Regions from separate parts of the Mus musculus genome. Here region 1 is linked to region 2. A link is a contact called in public Hi-C data. All regions are on one chromosome and are shown on one strand. Each heading gives the region's core, a stretch centred on a gene start, on an enhancer-like site or on the middle of the called end of the contact. The rest is flanking DNA. Distances are from core to core; before and after follow the strand shown.

Region 1 (4,641 bases), core at 1,198-3,697, 430 kb after region 2:
CTGTGTGAAGTGGTTTTCTGTACACCATGAACTGTTATAAGAAAAAGCTTAAAAGAGGAGTACATATGTTTCTAATATGGTAGAGAATACCAAGGATTGGGAGAGGGCATCAATCTTGCTCACTCAAGTCAATGGTCAAAGAGATCTAGAGGAACTACCAAAAGAAACGTGAACAGGCTAAATTTTATTACCTGCTTCAAGAAATAAACAACAGCAAAAAAATGATCTAAGTCTAAGATCAGTCCAAGTGGCTGAAGATGAGGTTGGCACAGAATTCCTGTGCATGTGATAGAGTGTGCTAATGAGTGTTAATGAGAGAGTGAGAATTGTCCTTGCATCACACCTATGCTTCGGGCTTAACACATTTAGATGTCATCTGAAATCCAGATCTTTTGGCTGGGATACTGCAGTCTCAGCTAGAAACTACTAAAAATAGATAATTACAATGATCATTTTGATAAGCATTATTTTAGAAATGAAAACTAGATTTTCATTTCCTTCTGTAAAATTGCTTGAGGTTGAAAGGTATGGAATTACTAACCATTTTTTTTTGCCTGCTCTTGTGTGCTTTCCTGTCTCTTTAAATTCAGCGATTATATTAATGTCCATAGGGAGATACATGAAGTATGAGAGAAGCAATAAAAAATGTGTCAATTTTTACTTTCTGCTATTTCACCACAGAAGGCTCTATTCTAAGGCCATGTGCTACCAAACTTGTGTTTCCTTTACATATGTTTATCATGTATAGCATATGAAATACATATTAATTACATACAGCAGCTCTCCTTTATCCGACTTTACCTTTAGCAGCTTAAGTCAATCACAAATAAACCACCCGCTGAAAACGCTAAGTGGAAATTTTCACCAATAACTAATTCATGACATTGGGTTTTATGCTTTCGGAGAAGTGTGACAGCATCCTGTGCTGTTCCATGCATACATGTCTTGGCCATGAATACTCTACTGGTGAAGGTATACATGCTTCATATGCTACCTATCAGATGCCCGTCACAATACTCCAGTTCTCCAGCCAAGATGCTTTTATGTTATTTAGTAATATCTCAGAAAGTTGGGCAGTGACACCAGCAATTATATATCAATCATTTTGTTTTATTGTTAGTTAGTAACATTAATTTTATGCATGTCAATTTATAAACGAAACTTTCTCATAGGTATAACCTTGAAGATAAAGACATAGTTTATGTTTCAAGTGTCCTTTGGAATTCTGGCAAAATAAGTGGTAAAGTGATAACATCTTCATATAGTCCATATTTTATAATTTTATAGTTTATATAGTATATTCCTTATCACCAAGCAAATTTCATGCTGTTATGTTTATTAGAAATTATTTGTAATTCTATATTATTATTTAATTTTACTCAGTCACTCTGCTTACATCAATGACATTCCTTACAGGTCTCAATATCTCAAATTGGTTACATATATATATATATAATGACTTAGATGAATGAGTTTGTTTCTATTGGAAAATAAAATTTTAGGCTGGATGAAGTGAAATTTTGCTTTCTCTAATATGAACAAAAACTCACTACATAAAATAAATCCAGTTTCCCCCTTAAAAGGTTTCAAGATAAATCTTTGGCAGTGATGTTTTAATGATGCGTAGCCACCAAATTATACAGGACACTGCTGCATGGGCCAGAGTACTTGGAACATTTAACTAAATCAGGGTCAGTGTGACCCCTTAAGTCCTCGGTTCCATGGAAAGGGGCTAGGAAGGTTTTGAGAAAGCCAGGCAAGGGACTATAAACCAAAAGAGAAGTGGATTATTTCAAAACTGAAATTAGACCAATTAGACTGCAGAAGATGATCACATGTGGCTTAGAAAACATGTAAAAGGAGACCTTGTCAGCTTAGTTTATGGTGGTTTCATTAAGTAATTAAAATGACTTACAAGAGATGCTTGACAATGACATTTCCAACGTAATTCTTCCATATCACCCATTATTATTTTTTTTTTACTTTTCCCTGAAGTGAAAAGTAGGTCAAAAGCATCCAAAATACCATTGGTGATTGATTACTCAAGAAACCTAGGGCACTTTGTCATGGGAACAAAACTTACTTCTGCATCACTGTGAAAATAGGGGAAAATGAAGAATATTGAGTAGGAAAAAGCCAGGGGTAATGAAAACAGACAGAATCCTTCCCTGGACACCGTGTTTGGCTCATCTTGAATCAGGTTGGCTATGGGGAAGGCACACGGTAAACAAGAGGAGAGCATAAAGGTTTCAGACCTTCAATAGCTTGTTTCAATTTGGATCTAAGTAAGCGTCCTCCTGGATCTCATGTTTGGAACATTTGGTCTCCAGTTGTTGGCACTCTTTCCGGAGTCTATGTAATCTTCCAGGCCATGTACTGGTTCCTCCTCTGCTTCACCTTCCCATCTATGATGGATTGCAGCTTTCTGAAGTCATACGGCAAAATTCCCCTTTCCTCCTTTAAGTCTGTCGGGTATTTTGGTCACAGTGATGTATACAGAACTAGTACATTACTAAAAAGGGAATCTTTTTTTGCTCTATTGCATGTATGAATGTGGTAACTGGTGCCAGATTTGTAATAAGCATGACAAAAATTAAAATCAGTGAGCTATTACTGAAAATAGCATTATATAAATGTGAAATAAACAAACTTTCATTGTGCTATATAAACACACACAAAAAATGGTACATTTGAATGTGGTGGCTGAAAGCAGAGAAGGTAATCAGGATGTTGCTTTTCGTTTCTCGGATGATACTGCCCACTAAGTTTATATTTAATAACACATCTCCCGGGGCAGAAACTTACAATGTTGTTGCCTATTGCAAACTTCCTTTTGCTTCATCTGTCCTAAAGAAGAGATCCCCTTTCTTCTCCATAAAGATGATTAAATTCTGACAGGATAAAGCAAGGAGAATCCAACACCAAATCCCATGGGCATGTACTTTTTCAACCTCTAAGAGAAAAAGAAATGTTCAAGAATGTGTTCTGGCACTGTTTTGGATCAGAGGATCGAAATGGGGCCAGTGTATAATAAACATTCACTGAAAATCTACACTATGTCAAGGTACCTTAAGATACAAATGATGAAGCACATTTAATACATGAACAAAATGCAGATCCCATCTACAAATGGGCCTGCAGCTTTCTGTTTGCACAGGAGTGTGCGATAGACCCCAGATATTTTAATTCGTTCATCCTTTGCTCTTCAGCAGTTTCATAAATACAATGAATTTTAATCCTCCTCAGCCCCTGTTACACAGTCACATCTACACTCCTCCCCCTCTGAAACCTTCTTTCCAACAAGATCCTTCTTCCCTACTTGCTTGTCTTGTGAGTGTGTGACTCCCTTGAAGCTAAAAAGTTGTCTCTATGAGCACGGCACGTTATTTACTGGAAGATGGGCCACTTACCAGTGGCTAGAACACTGAGGTGACACCTGTTCATCCAAGTACCATTATCTGTCAATAGCCGCTCAGAAATATAACCAAAAATAATGTTTAACTCAATTACTTGGCACCTAATGGCCAGTAAAGATGAACTATAAAATTAAACATCAGGAATTTTTGTTGTTGATTTAACTGAAATATAGTTTATACCAAAGAAATAAGTAGTTTTTAAGTATATGGTTCAAATATTTTTGGCAAATGTATTCACCCACATAACTACCATCCAGTAAGCACACATAATACGTTTGTCATCCCAGAGGCAATATGTTGTCATCCCAGAGGCAATATGTTGCCACTTCTAGCTTTTCTCCCTCCACCTCACCTCAGAAACAACTACTACTTTGATTTTTCTCATGCTATACAAAGAGATCCATATTCATATTAGTGTGAGATACTCTTCACTCTGAATAGCTTCTGAATTACCTCCATGTCATTCCTACAACAATAGGAAACTCTCAGGAATCTATGAGAGTGACCAAAGTTAAGACTCCTAGCACTGGGAGATAAGAAGCCTGAACCAGCAGCCATCTCCTATAACCAGGTGAGAGACTTCCAATGAAGGGATTGCAATACCAAGCCAGCCACAAAACCTGTGACCCACAATTTGCGGGGCCTACAAGATATGCAGGGGTAAAAGTTGAAGCAGAAGTTGAGGGAAGGACCAACTAATGACAGGCATAGCTTGAGACCCATGCTATGAGAATGAGCCCACCCCAAGACTATTAATGATATTCTGCTATACTTACAGATAGGGCCTAGAATAACTGTCATCCAAGAGGCTTCACCCAGCACCTGATGAAAACAAATGCAGAGGCCTAAAGCCAAACGTTAAGCAGAGCTTGGGGAATCCTATGGAAGAAGGGGAGGAAGAATTGAAAGAGCCAGAAGGATTGAGGACAACACACACACACACACACACACACACACACACACACACACACACACACACAAACCTACAAAATCAACTAAACTGAGCCTATGGGGGAGTTCCTAGAGATTGATCTGCCAACCAGCGATCATGCATGGCACAGACCTAGGTCCTCTGCACAGATGGAACAGTTGTGCACCTTCTTCATGTGGGATTCCTAATAGCAGGAGCAAGGGTGTTGACTTTGACTACATTGTCTGCCTTTGGATCCCATTCCCTTATCTAAACTGCCTGTGTAGCCTCAATAGAAGATGTCCTAGTCTTACT
Region 2 (5,053 bases), core at 1,459-3,958:
TCATTATCCAGAAAATTATGAGCAGTGCATGTGTGTGTGTGTATGTATGTGTGTGTTTCTTCACTTAGCGTGTTTAGTTGTCTATTTTTGTAGAGTGAAGCCTTATGAGCTTCCCTCTCCTTATGTTAGCATGCTTATTAGTGTTGCTAGCATATATATCAGTTCATGTTCAGACAGACATATTGGTCTTCATAGGTATAACTTCTGATATTTCTAGAAAGCACAGTGTCAAAGCCAACTTCTGATTCCTCTTCCCATACCCTAGCATGCTATTGTGATCAATTCCTCTTCCCAATACCCTAGCATATTATTGTGATCAATTAAGTAGCTCCTCAAGAATGATCAACTTTTCAAATACAACCTGAACAAGAAAAGCAAAGGAACTTTGATAAAAATATGTATCTAACTACATGACGTTTCTAAAGATGTAGCCCTTCCAGATCACTATTGCATGGAGAAAAAAATGCCAATTTTCTTAGAATGAACTCTATGAACTTATATCATCCATACAGCAAAACACCCCTTCAATCGATGAGCTTGGAATCCACCAGGGACCTTACTTCACATTGGTTAAACTTCGAGAGCTTCCTTCATTCAATGTGTTGTGATCATAACTATTTTCCCCCAAATGATTCCCCCTCCCTTTCCACCTTATTTGGCACCTCCTTGTTTACCATCAAGGCCAACTTGATACCCGAAAATTCTTGGATGTTCGGTCTTCCATTGGAGAGTGGTCAATTTGTCAGTGGGTTATACTTATAGAGAAAACTGGCCTAACCTTTCCCAGCAACTAAGAATTACCAATAGATCCTCTGTTGCCTTGAGCCTTTGGAAGAGGTAATGGATATATGTTCTCTTTACAGATGGACATTCTGAATTCTCTTTTCTTCTGTACTTTGACCATTGTGGGTCTCTGTCTTGATTTTCTTCTACTAGAATTAGGAGTTTCTCCATTGTTGATTCAATAATGCCTTAATCTACTATTATAATGATAGGTCATTAATAGTTGTTTTAATACTATATCCGCTACCATAATGTTAGTAGAGTCATGCCTTCTCTCCTTGTATTTTATTAAAATATATTATTTGTTTACAATTTTATTGTAAATTCCACAAATGTATGCAATACATTTTGATCACACAAAATTGTTTTGTTAATACAAAGTTGTTGTGCATAAAACCCAGTATGGCATAAAATCCATCTTCTTATAGTCTTTACTGTATAGTCTTTCTCTCTTACACAATGTTCATTGGGCCTCTGAGTGGGTATAGACATCCCAGTTATGAATAATCCTTTAACCATCATTTATTTTCAGCACTCTGGCCAGTTATGGGTCTTTGCTGCTAATCATTACCCACTGAAAATACATCACCTTATCCAAAGATGATGGCAGCACTAATCTCTGGGAATAAACATAATTATTTAGAATGATATTTGGAGGGGAAAATCATGTCCACTTAGCACAAAAACAACAGCAGTTTTGTTTTGTTTTGTTTTGTTTTTTCTACTATAGACTATAAGCTCTTTAGCTTAGATAGAAATTTCCCCAGCTGCCTTTATAGCATCCTTTGGTACTATGATGGGCTAGCCAAAGAGGAAGAAATTTCCAGCTCAGATCCAGCCTGTGTTCTCTATATCCTATGACAAATGCACGTGATGTCTAGAACAAGAGGGTGTTAGTATGTGTTTCCAGTGATCAGCCACAACAGTAGCCATTGCTGGTATTGTCCTGAGGTTCTCTGGGGCTTCCCCATGCAAAACTTATAAACTTATAGTTTCAATAGTAAACTATGGCTTCAAAACTTTGGACTCAAGAAAAAGCCACAAGAAAACCTGACCCTTGGTAAGCTAATTACAACGTAATATTAAAAAGCAATATACCCTATATGGTTAGATGAATCTGGTATGCAGCACAGCTTAACAAACACTTCCTAACACATAACAAGTGAGTCAAACTTCCTTTTTATCCTTTGAAGTTATGTTCAAAGATCCTCCTTGTCTAGAGTCTCATTTTCTTTCTTCCTGAAGAACTAGCAATCTTTTAGGACTAACCTTACATTTCATTTTGTTTATAAGTTCACATTCCATTGCTAAATTCTGTTTTCTAATCTACTTCCATAACTATGTCATACAGCAGTTTCATCATGATGGAAGCATAATTGAAGCAATTAATATGATTGGCTGAACACCTACAATATGTCAAGAACTCTTCCAAATGACCTATGTCCAGTGCTTCACTGAATTTTCACAATCACTCCATTTTAGTTGTTCACAGTTAACTCAGAGAACTTAAGTGTTATACCAGATTTACTCATTTAGCACATGGCCAACACAATTTTTCATCCAAATGCTTCCTGGGTCCAAATCTTTAAAAATAATTCTAGGACACCTTCATTCTAGTTGTTTGAATTCCGTTTCTTACCATATAATACTACATTTCTATATTTGGAAAACTTTCAGATTGTTTTAACTCCAGAATCTGCATTTTTCATGTTTTTGAAATAGCTTTTTGTAACCTTGAAGATGAGTCTTTTATATTTGCCAAAAGTGTTTGCAAACATCAAATATAACATGAGACAAAGCATTACTGTTCTGCACCTTTAATAGCAACCAGACATTTCCCCAGACTACCTTAAATGTTGAAGTTACAGAACTGGTCATGATTAATGTAATAAGCAGCCAAGATGGTTTACTTTATGATCTCTGCATGACATCTAGTGGTTGGAGTTGGAATATTTACGGAAATGATCTTGTGCCAGAAAGTCCATGTTAGTTGAGAGTCCTCAGTCTCAACATAAAAGGAAGAGTGACACACAGCTCTCTCACTTCTGAAGTCTGGAAAGAGGGAACTCTTGATCATTTATATTTCTCACTCCATGTGTCAGAGCACAGCAATCTGTCTTTGTGTTAAGCAATCGCTGCTCACTGGGGCTTGTGAAACTTTATTTGCCTGTAGTTAGTACTCACTTCTGATGGCTGTGACTCTGGTAATCATTATCACATGCAAAAATGAACAAATCCTTTTGGTTCTGTTTCTTCGACTCTGTGCCACAACAAACCCTCTGTGGCTACAAAGAAGCTTTATATAACCTGCATGCACACAATAACATCACTGGCTTTATTGTTTTAGATTTTTAAAAAAGTGTTATGTACATCTGTTTTGATCTTTCTAAAATGTTATAAACAAGCAATTTCTAGATTTTGAGTCATAAGCATGCCCTTTGTTTTTCATCCTCTGATATAAGATTTGGAAAGAGCTTCCAGTAACTTTGAGTCAGCTTACATGACTGACAATACAAAGTGGCACATGACATGCTTGTGTCCAAGTGATTGGCACACCAGAGCTGGGAGAAGCAGGCAAGGACCTGAAGTCCAACAGTCAAAGACAAGGTCCCAGAGAATGAGTGACTGGAAACAAGCTGTTGCCCTTGAACCTGTGTTCCTACAGAGGGATCTGAGGCTGCCCATCACACCATCTTCTAGTTCCTTCGTCCATAAAACAGAATGTCATTTACCTCAGTTTCATGTGATGAAAACCACCCTAGCATGTGTAAAATTAAGAGTCATTCTAATTAGAAATAGAGAAAGAAGTATTCAGATCAAAAACTGTCCCTGGGTATTCACAAATGGATGCAGGCCAACAGAGAAAATACGTGACAACCAGAGCAGAGAAAATACGTCACAACATGCCGCAGAGAATCTGAAAAGCACTCATAGGTGTTTTCTGTGAAGTCTGGAAATTATCATAAACACTACTTTTTAGAATTTTTCCATCAGAGTTTTTATCTAGAGTTTTGAAAACATTGTTTATGTAATATGTGTGACCTAGTGAATATATATATATATATATATATATATATATATATATATATATATATATATATATGTATATACACACTATCTGTTTGCAGGAGTCTTTGAGGGGAGAGGGGAACCTTGGATCCTCTAGAGTCAGAGTTGGCATAGGTGCTAGGTACCAAATCCAACTGGGTCCTCTGCAGGCGTTTAAGTGCTCATAAGTTCTGAGCCATCTCTCCAGTCCCCTAACTGAGCTTGGAAGTTCATGTGATTTATTATCCTTATTTTCTTTGTGATTGTATGTGGAGCACATGCCTTAACACACACGAAGAGGTCAGAGGACAGCTTGTTGAGTTGGGTCTCTCTTCTTCCCACCCTGTGAGCCCCTGGCATCAAAGTCAAGTTATCAGTCTTGGCAGCAAGAACCATCTCACTATGCCTAAACACCATCTTTTAATGTTCTGTTATTCCTAAATATTCTTTTTTACTGTGACATAAGCAAAATTATGCATTATGTTTCTCAAATTCAGGGTTTTTTTCACTATAAACAAAAACCAACACTATGATAGTACTAGAAACATGTTAACTTTGCAATGGGAAACATATATACAATAATTATTTAGTACTTCAAAGTCTATTGCTAGAGATTATGGTATCAGCAAACATGAAATTCACCTCTGGGATAAAGAGTAAAAGAAGCAATCCCTCTGCAGAGGCTCAAAGAAGACTTTTGTTGAAGAGGTGAGTTTCCCATGCATGGTCTTTGAAGTGGGTTCTTGTTAAATCTAGGGACCTCGTGATGAATGAACTAGAAGAGAGACTGCTGACAGATCAGAATACTACAGTGGTGGTTTTGTCCTTTGGTTTGAGAAAGTTGATGATTATTAAGCTCCCTGCCTAACAGGCTTTGTTCCTAACCCAAGATTCTCCACCCTAAAGAGACAAATAGTAAAGGCATTTGAGGTTGCCACTTAAATAGACTCTCTCCTAGCCTTCCATGTGTGGTGCTTTTTTTTTTTTTTACCCCGATAATGTATATTTTAGTCACTGAAATTACTTATGGGAATGGATCTGGTGTTTCTGCAGGTTTGAACATAAAAGAATAGACAGGCAAACAGATGGAATCACATATGGGTGTTCATGGATCCGATTCAGGAGGGCTCAACTTTTGCCTTCTTGGGATTATTTAGTTTTAAAAGGCAGTCTCTGCCTGCCTCTCTGTTATTTATCAGCATGAGATAGCTGACCGATTTAA

Evidence for each region. Hi-C and Micro-C count contacts between places; a contact is called where the count stands out from the background.
Region 1: a Hi-C map of uterus shows a contact between it and region 2, with 5 times the contacts expected there. The contact joins two enhancer-like sites. A contact is called at or near these places in 3 of 484 Hi-C or Micro-C datasets (cumulus cells and uterus).

Annotation. Positions count from the first base shown.
Region 1 is chr16:87,075,849-87,080,489 of GRCm38.p6, forward strand. No RefSeq gene overlaps it. Among named protein-coding and RNA genes, the nearest start is that of Gm38477, 29 kb to the left of the region's middle. Within about 2 kb of position 2,448, at least 5 of the 459 cell types and tissues checked have an H3K27ac peak or open chromatin away from gene starts, as enhancers often do. A contact at or near this core is called in uterus, where this site is marked.
Region 2 is chr16:86,642,308-86,647,360 of GRCm38.p6, forward strand. No RefSeq gene overlaps it. Among named protein-coding and RNA genes, the nearest start is that of Gm32461, 160 kb to the right of the region's middle. Within about 2 kb of position 2,709, at least 52 of the 459 cell types and tissues checked have an H3K27ac peak or open chromatin away from gene starts, as enhancers often do. A contact at or near this core is called in uterus, where this site is marked.